Linked DNA regions of Rattus norvegicus: region 2 is linked to region 1. The links are chromatin contacts, called in public Hi-C maps. All regions are on one chromosome and are shown on one strand. The core of a region is the stretch at or near the end of the contact, and the rest is flanking DNA. Distances in the headings are between cores, read along the strand shown.

What was found. Hi-C and Micro-C count contacts between places; a contact is called where the count stands out from the background.
Region 2: a Hi-C map of frontal cortex shows a contact between it and region 1, with 2.4 times the contacts expected there. The contact joins the promoter of Psmd1 here to the enhancer-like site in region 1. A contact is called at or near these places in 2 of 12 Hi-C or Micro-C datasets (frontal cortex and liver) and 1 of 1 datasets of contacts at active chromatin or transcription factors (oligodendrocytes).

Annotation. Positions count from the first base shown.
Region 1 is chr9:94,023,163-94,030,615 of GRCr8, reverse strand. No RefSeq gene overlaps it. Among named protein-coding and RNA genes, the nearest start is that of Itm2c, 33 kb to the right of the region's middle. Within about 2 kb of position 3,120, at least 51 of the 93 cell types and tissues checked have an H3K27ac peak or open chromatin away from gene starts, as enhancers often do.
Region 2 is chr9:94,155,305-94,162,757 of GRCr8, reverse strand. It overlaps Psmd1 (proteasome 26S subunit, non-ATPase 1), which reads right to left and starts at 4,787. Exons shown (of 25, transcript NM_031978.2): 1 at 4,631-4,787. The coding sequence starts at 4,646. LOC134480602 (a long non-coding RNA gene) reads right to left here. Exons shown (of 2, transcript XR_010055046.1): 1 at 7,389-7,453; 2 at 6,278-6,425.

The sequences.
Region 1 (7,453 bases), core at 1,871-4,370:
GGGGTTGGGGATTTAGCTCAGTGGTAGAGCGTTTGCCTAGCAAGCGCAAGGCCCTGAGTTCGGTCCCCAGCTCCAAGAAAAAAAAAAAAAAAAACCACCATGATGTATGCCTCTCAAGGCAGCCAGAGCAGCAGCCCAACTCCATGATTCAGTGCACAGAACAGGCTTGCCTCCCAGGTTAGAAATGGATGCTGCTCATCACCTCTCAAGGCTCCTCGATGCTGTGCTGCCAAGCAACAGCCCCAGGTCTCACTTCCAACCAGAAGGCATGGGAGGCTCAGCTCCCAGATCCTGGCAATAGAACCTACAGATGACAACAGGGAATGGGTCTTGTCCCAAGCCTCTCATTTCTCTGTGCGGGCAGCCTTCACAGTAGGTGTGACCCACATGCATCTGTTACCAGGATGGTCACATTTTTCTTAAGATTAAAATAACACCTCTAAAACCCTCTAATAACATTAGAGAGGGCTCTCTGACTGATAGTGCCATTGCTATATGGGGACCCAAGGGGGCCTGTATCTCTTTCCTTGAGCTAGGTGGGGGAGGTCACTGAAAGCCACTTCTGACTCAAACAGTGCCTCAGAATAACAGAGACAGATGTCAAGTTGCTAGTGACGAGTTGAGAATATATTATATTTAATTTACATAAAATACTATATATTTGACAAATATAATATACGTATGACAAGTATATAAAAAATATATATATATACACACACACACATACATATATATACTTTTTCTTTTTGACAAAATTCTGGGCCAACGATCTCGTGCTTCAAACACAAAGCAGAAGGTACCTTAGGACCCAGACCCAAGGATGCCCTCTGCTGTTCACACATGCATTGTGTATGTGTACACACCTGCACACACATGTGCTCCCGTATACACAGACAAACACCCCTTCCACCCAACAGGGTTCTATGAGCCAGGTTTGGTGGCACATACATGTAATCCAGCATTTGCGAGGCAGAGACAGGAGGGTCAGAAGGTCAAGGCTGTCCTTGTCTACAGAGTGAGTTGAGAACAGCTCCGTCTACTTGAAACTCAGTCACAAAAAGGCAACAAAATGTTTCTATAACTGTGAAAATGAAGCAGGTATGGTGGTCCTCACCTGTAATCTCAGCTCTCTGGAGGCATGGTAGGAGGATTGCTGCAAGTTGCAAGCCAGCTGATACTCTGTCTCAAAACAAAACAGCACCAAGTGACACTGGAAGACAGTCCTAACTCCAACTCTGTGTATCAGTTACTGTCCCAGGAATTAAAATGTTTCCTTAAAGGCCAATGCATTAACTTCTCCACAAGACATTTAAGCAATTGCTTGGGCTTCCCTAGTAGTTTGTGTATTCTAGTTAGATCTACTCATTTGGGAAGAGTATTGTGTGTGCTCATCTTTTTTTTAAAAAAATGTATTTTCATTTTTTGTGTATGAGTGTTTTGCCTGCATGGAAGACTGTGTACCAGCACAAGTGTGGAGTACCAGGAGAGGCATCAACAGATGGTTGTTATCCACTGTGTGGGAGCTGGGGCGCCTACCTGGATCTTCTGCAAGAGTAGCAAGTGCTCTTAGCTGCTGAGCCATCTCCCCAGGCCAGCGTCGATCTCCCTAATGATCAAGTGAGAGCAGCCTCATGATTTAGCGCTGGACATGTCTGGTTTGTGTCCTGGTACCTAGAAAAGCTCAGGTCTGAGTAGGTGAGGCAAATCCATATTCTTCTAATAAGAGATAGACGTGATTATAGAGTATGAGTGGAGTATGGTTAGAAATTTACCACTGTGAGCAGATACCTGACAGAAACCCGAGGCAGGAAGGCTTTCCTTTGGCTCAGTTTTACTGGGTTTTGTGGGGCAGCACAAAAGCCATCAAAGCAACGGCAGCCCTCTCCTTCCACCCAAACCTATGGCTACAGCAGTAAAAAACGTCCCTAGGGAGTTGTCTAAAATGGCAGCACCACCCAGGACATCTCCTCAGCTTACATCCTTGATGAAACCACTGCAAGAGCTGTCCCGCAGGAGCTGTCCACAGTCCAGCACCTCCTCTGTAGCCTCCCTTGAGCAGCCCCACAGAGGTGGTGCCTCACCAAAAGCCAGCTGCAGCCGGGAAGGACTTCCACTTTAACCCAAAGGGCTGATGCAGGGAAAAGGGGGTGAAAAAAGCCACCAATTCCCGAACAGAAAAACCTACCAATCCCCGAGCCTCCCACAAAAACTTACCAATCCCTGAGCACAAAACTCCACCAATTGCTGAACAGGAAACCCCACCAATCCCTGAGCTTCCCAAACTCAGGACTTGAAATCCCACCAATCCTCAGTCTGGAAATCTCTGCCCTGAAAAGTTCCGCCCCTTAATAAGAAATCCTATGTAAGGCCTGCCCTTTATCCATTTTCCGGCTGTCCGCTCTCAGGAGCAGAGACGGTGACTGTCCCTGAGCTCATCTCCTCCACACCCTGGACCCTTCAATAAATCTCTTTCATGAGCTTTTCTACCTGCTGTGACTCTCTCGGCAGAAGAGGACAAGAAGAAAAGAAGCACCGAAGAGAAAAGCAGAAGCAAAGAAGGAACTAGACTGAGGCTCCTGGGCTCGGCTGGGGATACTCTCCCCTGGGAATGGCCACACCTCTGCTGAAGAGGCTTCTCAGAGCGGTGTGATTCCTGGGCTTCTGAGTACCAGGATGCCTTTCCAACAGAGTAGAAACACAGGTTCATTTCATGGTTGCTTGAGTCTGTGCGGAACATAATGGTAGTAGGACGGGTCCGGAGGAAGCTGTTTCCCTCTTCGCAGACAGGAAGTAAAAACGGAGCTAGAGACTAGAACCTTGGTGTTTGCCTTCAGTGACCTATTTCCTCTGACTAGGGCCCACCTCCTAAAGTTTCCAGAACCTCCCCAAATAGCTTTACCAGATGGGGGGCCAAGTGGTCCCTAGATCCTGCAGGGAATTTTATATTCAAGCCATAATAGTGTGACATCTTCCAGAGACAGTGTCTAGGATAATGTCCTTCCTCCCTGTCTGTACAGGACATAAAGGTCCAAGGCTAGGGACCGTCACCCCACACTGTGCTAGCAGATGCTTTCTGCCAAGAAAGAGGCTGAGGGAGGCCTAAGGCTGTTGGAAACACCCCAAGGCAGAGGCAGCAGTATTGGTTACCTAGCAACTGCTTTGCAACTGCAAGCTGCTCCAGGTCCCCAGAAGGAGCCCCTATTTACTTGATTTAGCTCCAACTGGATCCTCTTGCAGGCAACAAAGAATCCTACTGTTAATTAAAGACGAAATGACATTTCTACAGTGAGAATGGCTATGGAAAAAGAGGAAAGAGCTGGGGCCATGGGGCAAGGGTAAGACCGAAAGAGTTTTCTCCTACCAGAGAAACAAAGCAGGGGAGAGGCCAGACCTCTTCCACCAACCTCAGAATGACAGGCCTTCGTGACAATTTCAGCTCAATGCCTTAGAAACCCTGCGTGCGATAGGACTCTTCCTGGCTGATAACTCTGAGGTGATGCTGGCTGCAAAGTCAGTTACCGACTGCCTCGGGGACAAGTACAGATCTGTCCCCTTCCTGTGGTGGGGACTTACTGAACTACCAAGGGATTTGAAGGTTCTGTACACAGACATCGAAAGCAGGCCAGAGGACCATACCTGCGTGGGAAGGAACAGGATGCTGCTGTGTGCATGGAGGGGGGGGGGGTCTGGCGGGTTGCACTGAAGGAAGGTTTCATCCATGCCTGTGTACTGCAAGGGGTTCCTGGCTCAGATGTGGGCACCTGGCCACTGTCATTTAAAGGTCTAAGAGGTGAAGGAGCTGCTCCTCACACAGTTCCCAGGAGATTCTCCCATGTCATCATCCCTGGGTCTCTGTGGGGAGACCTTCTCCAAGGTACTCTTCCACAGAGTACTGGGGTAGTTGAGTTTTGATGACAGGAAACCCTCACCCACATTCTTGGATAAAAGCAGGTTTTTGACAGAGACTAATGGTGGTGAGAGTTGTATGGCCTAAGAAGTTTGCTGGAAATGATTGTATTAAACAAGAAAGAAAGGAAATTTTTTTTTTCCTGTGAGGATATAGTCATCCCTCAGAACAATGGAGGCTCCACTCTCTTACAGGAATTAACATTTTATATGTATAGGACCTATTTTCATGTCCCACATACTCCAAGGCTATTATTATTAATGCATTATATGCATGAAGTGAATGTGTTGAGGACTCATGGTACCACATACATACATGTAGAGGTTAGAGGACAACTTTGTAGAGTCAGTTTTCTCCTTCTACCTTTAGACTGGGCCCTGCGGACCAAACTCAAGTCCCCAGGTTTGTGTGCCAAGCACCATTACCTGCCAAGCACACCCCCATATACTTTAAATCACCTTTATGTCACTTAAGATAATGGGATACAATATAAATGTTAAATAAACAGTTTGTGCCTGATTGGAAACAATGACAAGAAAAATTACAAACACATTTTCCCCAGATATTTTCAGTCCTATTGATTGGCTCCTCAGATACGGAAACTATAAATACAAAAGGTCAACTATATATGGGAAGAGAGAAAACAGGACACCAGGGGCTGTCTGGGCCGGGTCTCGTGGATCTGGAAAGTGGCCCAGGATTTGGAGGGGCTAGAAGTCTCCAGAAAAGCTCACAGTGCTCTAGATCCTTCCAGCCCTTCAGACACTGTCTTCTGCTTTGCTTTTCTGGTCAGCTGCCATTGTCTCTGCTGGATTATGCACTGTCAATTGTTAGGTCGATCAACTGCCACACATCCTATGGAGCTGCCTGGAGCAACTCCTTCAGCAGGGGCCTGACAGGTATTCTGAGGTCTTGTGTGTGTGTTTCTCACTCTACTCTAAGCTGTTGCCCATAAAGTCATATTGGCACATGATCACAACTGTCCACGCTGTCTGTGGCTGCTTTAGAGGCAACAACAATAAGTTTAGGGAGTTTCAACATACTGCAAGCTTCAGAACATCTCAAACGATTATATTCTGGCTCTTTGAAAGAATCTTTGGACTCAGAAGCTTTTAAAGGCAGAGATCTGGAGGTCCAAAACTTCACAGAACACTTGACATTAGGTAGGAACTCAATAATCCATGTCGCACGGCTATGGAGGTAGGCCTGGGTGGAATCTATACAGTCTGTGCCTTCACTTTGGAAGGGGGATCCTCCAGGGTAGCACCTACCTCAAAACTCTGCCCATTGAACAGCATGGCCAACCTATGGGTTGCATTTCTGGTTTGTGAGATTTAAGCAGTTTAGGGAGGAGGGATTTATTGTAGTTCATGGTCATAAAGAATATGGTCCATTGCGGTGGGGTAATTATATTGGATAGTGTTGGAATCAGCTCCTGTCTGTGGCCAGGGCACAGTGGGGAGTGTGAAGCATTCAGCTTCTTTAGATTTCCATGGATCAAGAAGTGGAAAGCTGGGGGCTGGGGATTTAGCTCAGTGGTAGAGCGCTTACCTAGGAAGCGCAAGGCCCTGGGTTCGGTCCCCAGCTCCGAAAATAAGAACCAAAAAAAAAAAAAAAAAAAAAAAAAAAAAAGAAGTGGAAAGCTAAGCTGGGTGTGGTGACACATGCATTTAATCCCTGTACTTGGGAAGCAGAAGCAGGCAGCTCTCTGTGGGTTCAAGGTCAAGTCTGGTCTACATAGTAATTTCCAGGCCTGCTGCACCCACATATTGAGAGCCTGTCTCAAACAAACAAACAAAACAACAAAACAAAAACAAAAAATGAAGACCGACACAAGCAAAGAAGAAGATAAAGAAGACAAAGAAGAGGAAGAGAAAAAAGGAGTTGGAGGAGGAGGAGGAGGAGGAGGAGGAGGAGGAGGAGGGGAGGGGGAGGAGTAGTTGTTTTTCTGGAATCCAGAATGGGTTATGATCCTCAAAGCCTAACCCCCAGTGGCCTCATCAGCCAGCTGGGTCCTACATTCTAGAGGTTTTTATAACTTCTCATAATGGTGCCACTAGCTGAGTAACCAAATGTTCAAAAAAAATTGCTTGAGCCTACAGGGGATATTTCACATTTAAACCTTAACACCAATTGACGCTGTGGGCTGGAGCAGAGAGGTTCCTCAACAGGCAGATACAGCATGTAAGAGCCTAGAGAGTCATAGGCAAAAAGGGACGGATGGGGTGGTTACCCCAGGGTAGACTCTTGCCTCTCTCTGTGTAAGAACATCTGTCTGCTCTATTTGGTCAATTGATCCACCCTATGTTACCAGGCAGAACAGATATATGTGTAACCTCCTCTAACAACTACAAGAGAGAGTGGGGTTAGGCGTAACAATCCCACCGGCCTCAAGAGGCTGCTGTGTTAGGAGTCTAGTGATAAATGTGTTGGTTACTTCTCTTACTGTTGCAACAAAATAACCACAAAATACTCGGGCAAATACAACTGGAGGAATGAAGGGTTTATTTTCCCTCCCAGGTTGAGGGTAGAGTTAGTTCACCATGAACTTTGGCAGTAGCTATGGGGAAGCAGAGAGAGATGGACGCTTGGGCTTCCACAGCTTGCTACCTACTTCATCCAATGCACGACCCCAGCCTTTGTAATGGTGCTGTCCACATGCAGGCTCAGTCATCCCACCTTAATTAATCAATCTAGAAACTCCCTCTTGGATATGCCCAAAGTCTGTCTCCTAGGTGATCTCAGTGGTTTTCAACCTGTGGGTCTCAACCCCTTCGTGGGAAGTCAAACCCAGCAAAGCCCCAGAGGTTAGGGCTACCCAGCCCAGAACTAAAGCCAGGGAGTTCTAGGTGTGATGGCTGAGTCTGGTTTCAGCCTACACAAAGGTATGGTGTCAGCAGTGGCCTCTCTCTGTGAGTGAGAGGCTCTAGAGTGATCTGTAAGGTGTGAAAGATGAACGGCTCAGTTACACACATTCTAGCACCTTCCTCAAGAAAGCTTTTAATTTTTTTCTACAGACTCAGTGAAGGATCTATAAATACTGTTCAAAAAACATTCAACTGAGGTGAACAGAAATGGCAAAAAGCAGTCCCCTGTTTTCTGGCCTGTAGAGAAAATTTCAAATAGTGGCTAGAATGTAGTGGTCAGTAGGACTCCAAACAACTAGGACTGCAGGTTTGGTATTTTTGGAGAGGGTAAAGAGCAGATGGGTCACAGAGCAACATCCAAGAAACGCGGTCCATTAGCCCCAGCTGCAGGCTGAGAAGGAAGTCAGAGACTACAACATGAGCAGCTGGCTCGGCAGTTTGTGTGTGTCCTGGGCAGTTCCCATCCTTCTTCTCTCTGCAGTGTTTGGGAAGTCCTGAAACCCAAGGAGCTCTGGTTCATGCATAGCCTCAAGGGCTGGGAGAGATGGTTGTCATCGGTGGCTGCTTAGAGCTGGTTACCATTCACCTGCATAGGGATGTGTTTCTCTGCAGTCTGAAGAGAACACTGTTGGGGTAAACAAGGAACCCAAAATGAATCACACGGGAGCATCTGAAAACT
Region 2 (7,453 bases), core at 3,538-6,037, 130 kb before region 1:
AAGTCATTTGGCTTGGGACAAGTGCCATCTCACTGGCCCATAAATAAAACTATTTTAAAAACAACTGTAAAAGTATATATTGGAGCTTTTAGACTTATCTGTATTAATATTTAAAATCTCACCAACCTCCTATGTATTATCTTTTGGCTAGCCCAACTGTTTTAAAAGTATAGTTTTTGGTCCAGTAGCATTACAATTACTTGGACAAGTGTAAATTCTTGGTCTTGCCCCCGAACTTCTTTATCAGAAAATATGGGGTCAAGACCCAGGAATACAGTTTCCAGTGGTTCTTGTGCTCACTACAGTCTGATAACTACTCACTTATGTAGGACCAAGCCAGGAAATTTTTTATACAACTTTAGAATAAAATTTATTCACACAAAATAAACCAACAACTGTTGACTGTGGTGGTCCATGATGTAATCTTAGCATTGTGGAGACAAAGGCAAGAGAAATCTCATGTTTGAGGCTGACCCTGACTCAAAAATTAAAGTAATTTAACTTAGAAAAACAGTAACATTTCAATTATTTCCATTTGCCCATGCTAAAGTACCCTCTGACTATCACAAATAACAGACTGTAAATATTCATTTTTACATTTATCTATTTATTGTGTGTGAGCACACATCACAGTACATACAACTTTTATAACTTGTGTGAATCAGTTCTCTCCTGCCACTTGGGTTCCAGACACTGAATTCAGGCCATCAAGCTTTAAGGCAAGCTTACCCACTCAGTCATGGTGCTGGCTCACAAGTAACAAATGTCACTAAACGAGAAGCAGTCTCAGCAAGCACAGGGCCACCAACTCACCTCAGCCTAGAGAGTCAGCAGTAACCAGAGTAAAAGAAAGCTGTCTTCTCCCAAAGAACACCGAGATTACTAGGAAAATTATAATGGGAAATTCTGTCCTTGTGCCAAGAATAAAACCAAATTTTCTCAAATATGTTTTCCGTATTGGTTAGAAAATCATTCTGGAACACTGAAGGTGGTCAATTAAAATGTGTGCCTGCCATTTTAGTTCAAAGGTGTAACCACCTACTTCCACCTGCTAAATACAGTTTTGGCAAACAGCTTCAGCAGTTTTGGGGAAGCCACAAAGGAAAAGGTACAAGGTTTAGCAGTAAAATGAAGGTACCTCACTGTTCTAACCTTGATATGGTGGGTTGTCATGACACCTCCAGAACAAAGAGGAGGAAAGATGCACTTAAAAAGAAATAATTTCGGGGGCCGGGGATTTAGCTCAGTGGTAGAGCGCTTACCTAGGAAGCGCAAGGCCCTGGGTTCGGTCCCCAGCTCCGAAAAAAAAAAAAAAAAAAAAAAAAGAACCAAAAAGAAATAATTTCAACCACTAAATGCTTTAATTGACTATTGGAACACTTAGTAACTAGTTGTAACTTAACATGGGAATGATCTTAAGTAACACAGAACTTAATCCTAAAGACACTGGTTACCTATCACAGGCAATGTTGCATCGGAATGGCTTTCTTACCAGAGGAGATGGATCTTTGGACTCACAAGTGGTTTCAATTGTGACTGGTTTCTTACATGGTTTCCTGGCATAGCAATCGGTCTTCAATGATGAGCACAGTTAAATCAAATATGCTATATATGCCTACACTAATATTTTCCATTTAAAGACAAAATAGAATCCAACTTTGGATAGGTGAAGACCTAAATCCTTTTTTTAAATTTTCTTTTATATGTGAATGTTCTGCCAGCATGTATGTATGTGTACTGTGTGTGCTTAGTGCTCACAGAAGTCAGAAGTGGGCATCTGATCGGCAGGAACTAGAGTTCCAGATAACTATGAGCCACCATGTGGGTGCTGGGAATCAAACCCAGGTCCTCTGCAAGAGCAACAAGTCCTCTTAACCATTGAGCCATTTCTGCTGCTCCTGACCTAAGTGCTTTTTAAAAACTTGTATGAAGCTGGAGAGATGCTCAGTGGTTAAGAGCACTGGTTGCTCTTACAGAGGCCCTGAGTTCAATTTCTAGCATCCACATAGTGGCTCACCACCACCTGTAACTTCAGTTCTGGGGGATCCAATGTCCTCTTTTGACCTTTACAGATACCAGGCACACAGGTGGTACATATACATACACAAAGGTAAGACACTCACACATATAAAATAAAAGCCTGAATAAAAACAATAGCTTATGTCATAATAGAAATTAAGTAGATGATGTCTTAAATTGTTGACTTGATTAATAGCGATATTTTCATATTATTTATCAATATACAAATATGTCCTGGAAATATTACTTAAAAGTTGAAAATGGTCAATTCAGGAGGTCAGAAGAGGATAGAGGGTAGACAACTATTTTTTAAAGCTATTTTTTAAAGAAGTCTGTGATACTTCCTCTATTCACTTTGTTCAATCTAATCTAATTCAAACTCATGCTTCCTTCTAGTAAATTAGTACTAACATCTTTGTCTCGTTCCCTCTTACAGTCAAATTCTTTAAAACAAAACAAAACAAATAGTATACACTGCCTCTTAGTCACCATTGCTTTTAGCGACCACATGTGCCCAGTGAGTAAATGAATGAATACTAGACTCATAAATCTGGCCTCTCTAGTGTTGGGGATAGAGCCTAAGCCCAGGTCTTAAACCAGCTCGAGCTAATGGGAAACAAAGTGTCAAAAAGGTTGGAGCAGAAGCTAATTGTGCTTAAATAAACATAAACAATAGCTATAAATGTATACTATGTTATCTTCCAAGTGTTTCAGGGTAAGACTTCAAAACCCTTAGTCCTGACACCACAAAGAAGGTAAAATGTCCATATATTCCTACCAAGTCCTCTTTGAGTCTGCTCTAAAAACTCAGGGGACTGATTTCTTCAATCAGGGTACACTTTTTGACATCTGCCACACATGGCAGCATCCTTAGAATTATGGAAACAGGTTTCCTGCCCAAAATTCTACTCTGGAGTTCAGTGTATCGGCCTCAGACAAGCTAACATGGTCATTACAGAACTGTGATGGTGAGATGGCTGCCAGTGCAGTCAGAGGGCTTCTATAGAGGGGCAAGGTTGAGATGAACACTGAAGATCTAGAGACCTTCTGAAGAAAAGGCCAGAGTGGGAACAGAATGCACAAGAGCTCTTAAGCAGGAGAGAGACTGTCACAAAAAGTCTAGTGCCACTATGGTGTAACAAGAATGAGAAACTATACAACAGTTTCCAAAGCAAATCTGGAACTAGGAGAATGAGCTTAGAAAAAAGTCTTGAGGCTGGTCTAATAGCCCAGGCAAGAGACAAAGGTGGCATGGACCACATTCCAAATGAGGTAGCTATTTCTGGGTCCACTCTAACAGTACTCTATTAAGCACTGACACAACTATGATCAGCAATGCCAACAAGACCAAGAGTAATGGCGGGACCTAAGCCTAGACTTACGAGTGTCAAAAAAATCTAGTATTTACCCCCAGAGCTTATTGGGAAACAAAGGAAATATTTCCTTTGATGGGAACTAAAGTTCATTATAATCATCTGTATTTATCAGGACAAAAGTCTGACTTCAAGTACAAACACTTCTTCATGTGTCTGAAAACAGCCATCACAGGGTGTAGTGGTGCAGAGTATAAATAAGTCCCAGTATTTGGGAAGCAGAGGCAGGAGATCTCTGTGAGTTTGAGGTCAGCCTGGTCTACATAGTGAGTTCGGGGACAGCGCTACAAAGTGATTGCCTGTCTGAAACAGACAAAACGATAAAAGAGAAGAGAAGAGGGGGGAAGAGAATAAAGGTCTAACATCTCTACCCATTTCCTTAACCAATCCTCATAAAGATGGTCTTAAGGTCCCCACCATACAGATTACTGTCTACTGAGAACCTGTTTGTTCACAATCAAATACTTGTAGCGCAAGTACAGAATAAGGACAACCAAGCAGCCAAGGCTGAAAAAGCACCAAGACCGGGAACAGCTATATGCAAATCAAGTGTATAGTGGTGGGCTTGAAAGTTTCCATTTAGCAGTTCATCCCAACACCTTCCCATTTCAATAGCCACTACAAGTACCTAAAACTATACAAGTGGGTGAACCCGGCTTTGCAGTCCCGAGAATCTCAAACACACACGGTAAGTTGGCTTTCCACTCAATACTTCCTTCACTGAACGAGGTTCTTAAGTGAATAAGGTGGCCCCAGAAACCCAGCCACCTCAAACCTACTTTCGGACTTCTAGGAGAAGGTATCTCAAGCCCGAGCCAGAAGCACAGAAGTGTAGCAGTTAGGCTGCCCGGCCAGGAGCTGCTATAAGATGTTACGATGGCACCGGGGCGCATCCCAAGCTGATACACCTACGGGGAAGGATCGGGGGTCATTCGACCAAGAAGCGGACAGAGAGAATAAAGGTCCAGCGACCGCCTAGGAGCCCGGTCCGGTCCTGGCACGGGGGTGTGGCTGGCCAGGGACGCTCAGGTGGCTACCTGGTCCTATTCCTACGAACCCAAGGGGCCTGCAGTAGCCTGGTCAGTCTCCCAGCCCTTGATCCCCGAGGTGGGCCTCGGGCAGAGGGGCCGCGCAGGCCGGCGCTCGACCCGGAGGTGCCCAGTCACCCGCCCTGACTCAGCTAAACGCCGGCGCGGAGGTGGCTCCTCACTGGGGCGCCTGCTCCCGGCCGCACTCACCGGCTGAAGTGATCATGGCTGCGCCCTGCACTCGCCGATCCGCTCGTCCACAGTTCTGGCCAAGCCCTGGATCTGTCAGCTCAGGGCCCGCTTGCTCTACCGCACCTCCAGGTTCCCGGGTGCGCTGCTCAGTCAGTCCCCTCACAGGCCGCCGGCTCGCTTCTAGCCGAGGACCTCGCCCGCCCTAGGGCTGCCCTCATCTCCGCCTGAGGCTTGACGCAAATTCACCTCCACGCCTGTGTCTTTTAGGCAGCTCCGGCCTCTCGATACCATGCAATAGGGTAAAATAATGCCGTTGTTTTTTATAATTCTCGCGAGGTCATAGATCTGGTCGGCTAGGAACGAACATTCATTTGCACTTGCCATCAGGCTTCAAAATAGACACCCTTGCAAAGAGAGGTCCTCTCATCATCCGCCATTGCTAAGAGAAAGGGTGCTAGGGAAGGTCTAAGCAGTGCTCGCAGCGCCACCTAATGGTATGGCGGTCTCACTGCAGTAATGCCCGTCAACCCAAGACTATTGGGAATATAGGTACGTGTTTTCTTAGAAAAGCAACTGAGGCAGAAGGATCTTGAATTCGAGGCCAGCCTAGGTTATAAAAGATATGCTATTTAAGTGGGGGAAAGGTAGTGGTGGAATACTGCTGGAGAGACGACTTGGTCACTTAAGTGGGTTGAGTCTGGATTCTCAGTGGCCGGTGTAAACCCAGGGCTGGAGGAGGTGAAAACGGGTCGATTATCTGGGGCTTGCTGTTGGTCCAGCCAGTTAGTGAGCTCCAGGTCTAGTAAGAGACTCTGGTTCAAAAAATAAAGTGGCTGAGTGTAATGGTTCACGCCTTTAATCACAGCACCCAGGAAGCAGAGGCAAAGGCAGAGGCAGGCAGATCTCTGTGGATTTAAGGCCACCCTGGCCTACAAGTAGATTCCAGGACAGCCAGAGCCACAAAGTGAGACCTTTGAGGGGGTGGGTCCTAGGGAGGGGTGGAAGAGCAACTGAGGAAGACACCCAATGTTAACCTCCAGCCTACTTGCACATATGTGTGTATGTGTGTGTGTGTATAATGTGTGTGTGTTTATATATGTGTGCAAGTTTGACACAAACTTGCCTCCATGACTGTGTCTTTTGTACAGCTACAACCTCCAGAGGACCTCTCCTTACCCCAAATATGAACACACACGCAAAAATAGACTTTACGGGTGTCAAACATGGAGGTGCACCCCTTTGGAGGCAACGGGAGGCAGATCTGTGAGTTCCAGGCCAGCCTTGTCTCCATAGGGAATTCTGATGAGATAGGAGTCATAGATGGAGAGCCTGTCTTAAAAGAGCAGTTGCCGGGGTTGGGGATTTAGCTCAGTGGTAGAGCGCTTGCCTAGCAAGTGCAAGGCCCTGGGTTCAGTCGCCAGCTCCGAAAAAAAGAAAAAAAAGAAAAAAAAAAAAAAAAAGGGGCAGTTGCCTTTCATGGTTAAGCTTCCAGAGGACCCAAATACAGTCTCCAGCACCCACACTGAGCAGTTCACAACTGCCTATAACTCCAGCTCCTGGGGGATTCGATGCTCCCTCTGCCTCCACAGGTACCTATACCCAAGTGCACATATACACACACAAATAAATACATCTTTTTAAAAAAGAAAGCCTGCCTCCAAAATACAAAAACTTCACAGTACTTTATTATGATAATGAATGAATTAGTCTATTATAGATACAGTGAGAATAGGGGGAGGATCTTCTATAATAGCCCAGGTTGTCTTCAGACTTTCTTTGTAGCTGAGGAGGACCTTGAACTTCTGATCGAGGTCTGATGGGAGAATGCAGAGATTATAGCACCACAATATCTGTGGCATGCAGTGTGGGAGACTGAACCAGGGCCTTACGCATGCTAGGTAAGCACTTCACCTACTGACCTACATCCATAACCCCCATAAGACTTTTAAAACATTACTTCTGGAACAGCTAATACCGTACATTTTACAGGTTTCAAAAGGCATAAGTATGGCTGGGTGTGGTCACTCATTCTGAAGGCAGTGGCTGGGGAATCTCTGTAAATTCAAGGTCAGCCTGATCTATAGTGAATTCCAGGACAGCCAGTGCTTCATAGAGAGACCCTGTTTCAAAAAACAAAACAACGGTCTGGGGAAGTGGCTTATTAGTTGAAAGCATTGGCTGTTCTTCTGGAGGTCCTCAGCTTGATGCCCCCAACTACATGGTAACTTATGACCATCTATAAGGGGATCTGATGCCCTCTTCTGGTATGCAGGTGTACGTGCAGACAGACATTCATACATTGAAAAAATACATAAATTTAAAAACACGGAAATATTAAAAACAGAACAAAAATCGGAAGTAAGTGATACTATAAGGGGAAAATATACGTCAAAAGAGGAAACAATGTCGTGTATTTTTTCTCCTTCCTAGCAAATGCTTCCTTCTCTTAACAAAAAGTTCCTAATACATCTTCAGAATTTTGAAATGACAGTTGGGACTTTTACTTACTCTCTTTTTTAACTAAAAACTATGCATATGGATGGTGTGTATGTGTGTATGTGTGTGTGTGTGTGTGTGTGTGTGTGTGTCCATGTGTCCATGTCCCTGCTGCCACATGCATGCCTACTGCCCTTGGAAACCAAAGGTGAGCATTAGGTCCCTTGGAACTGGCATTACTGATGCTGTTAAGCCCCTGTGTGGTACTGGGAATTAAACCTTAGTCCTCTGAAGAGCAGTCAGTGCTCTTAACCACCCAGCCATCTCGTCAGTCACTTACTGTCATACAGCAGTTTCAACAGCAAATTTACTTCACTAGCCAATGCTGAGGAAACTGACACAGAG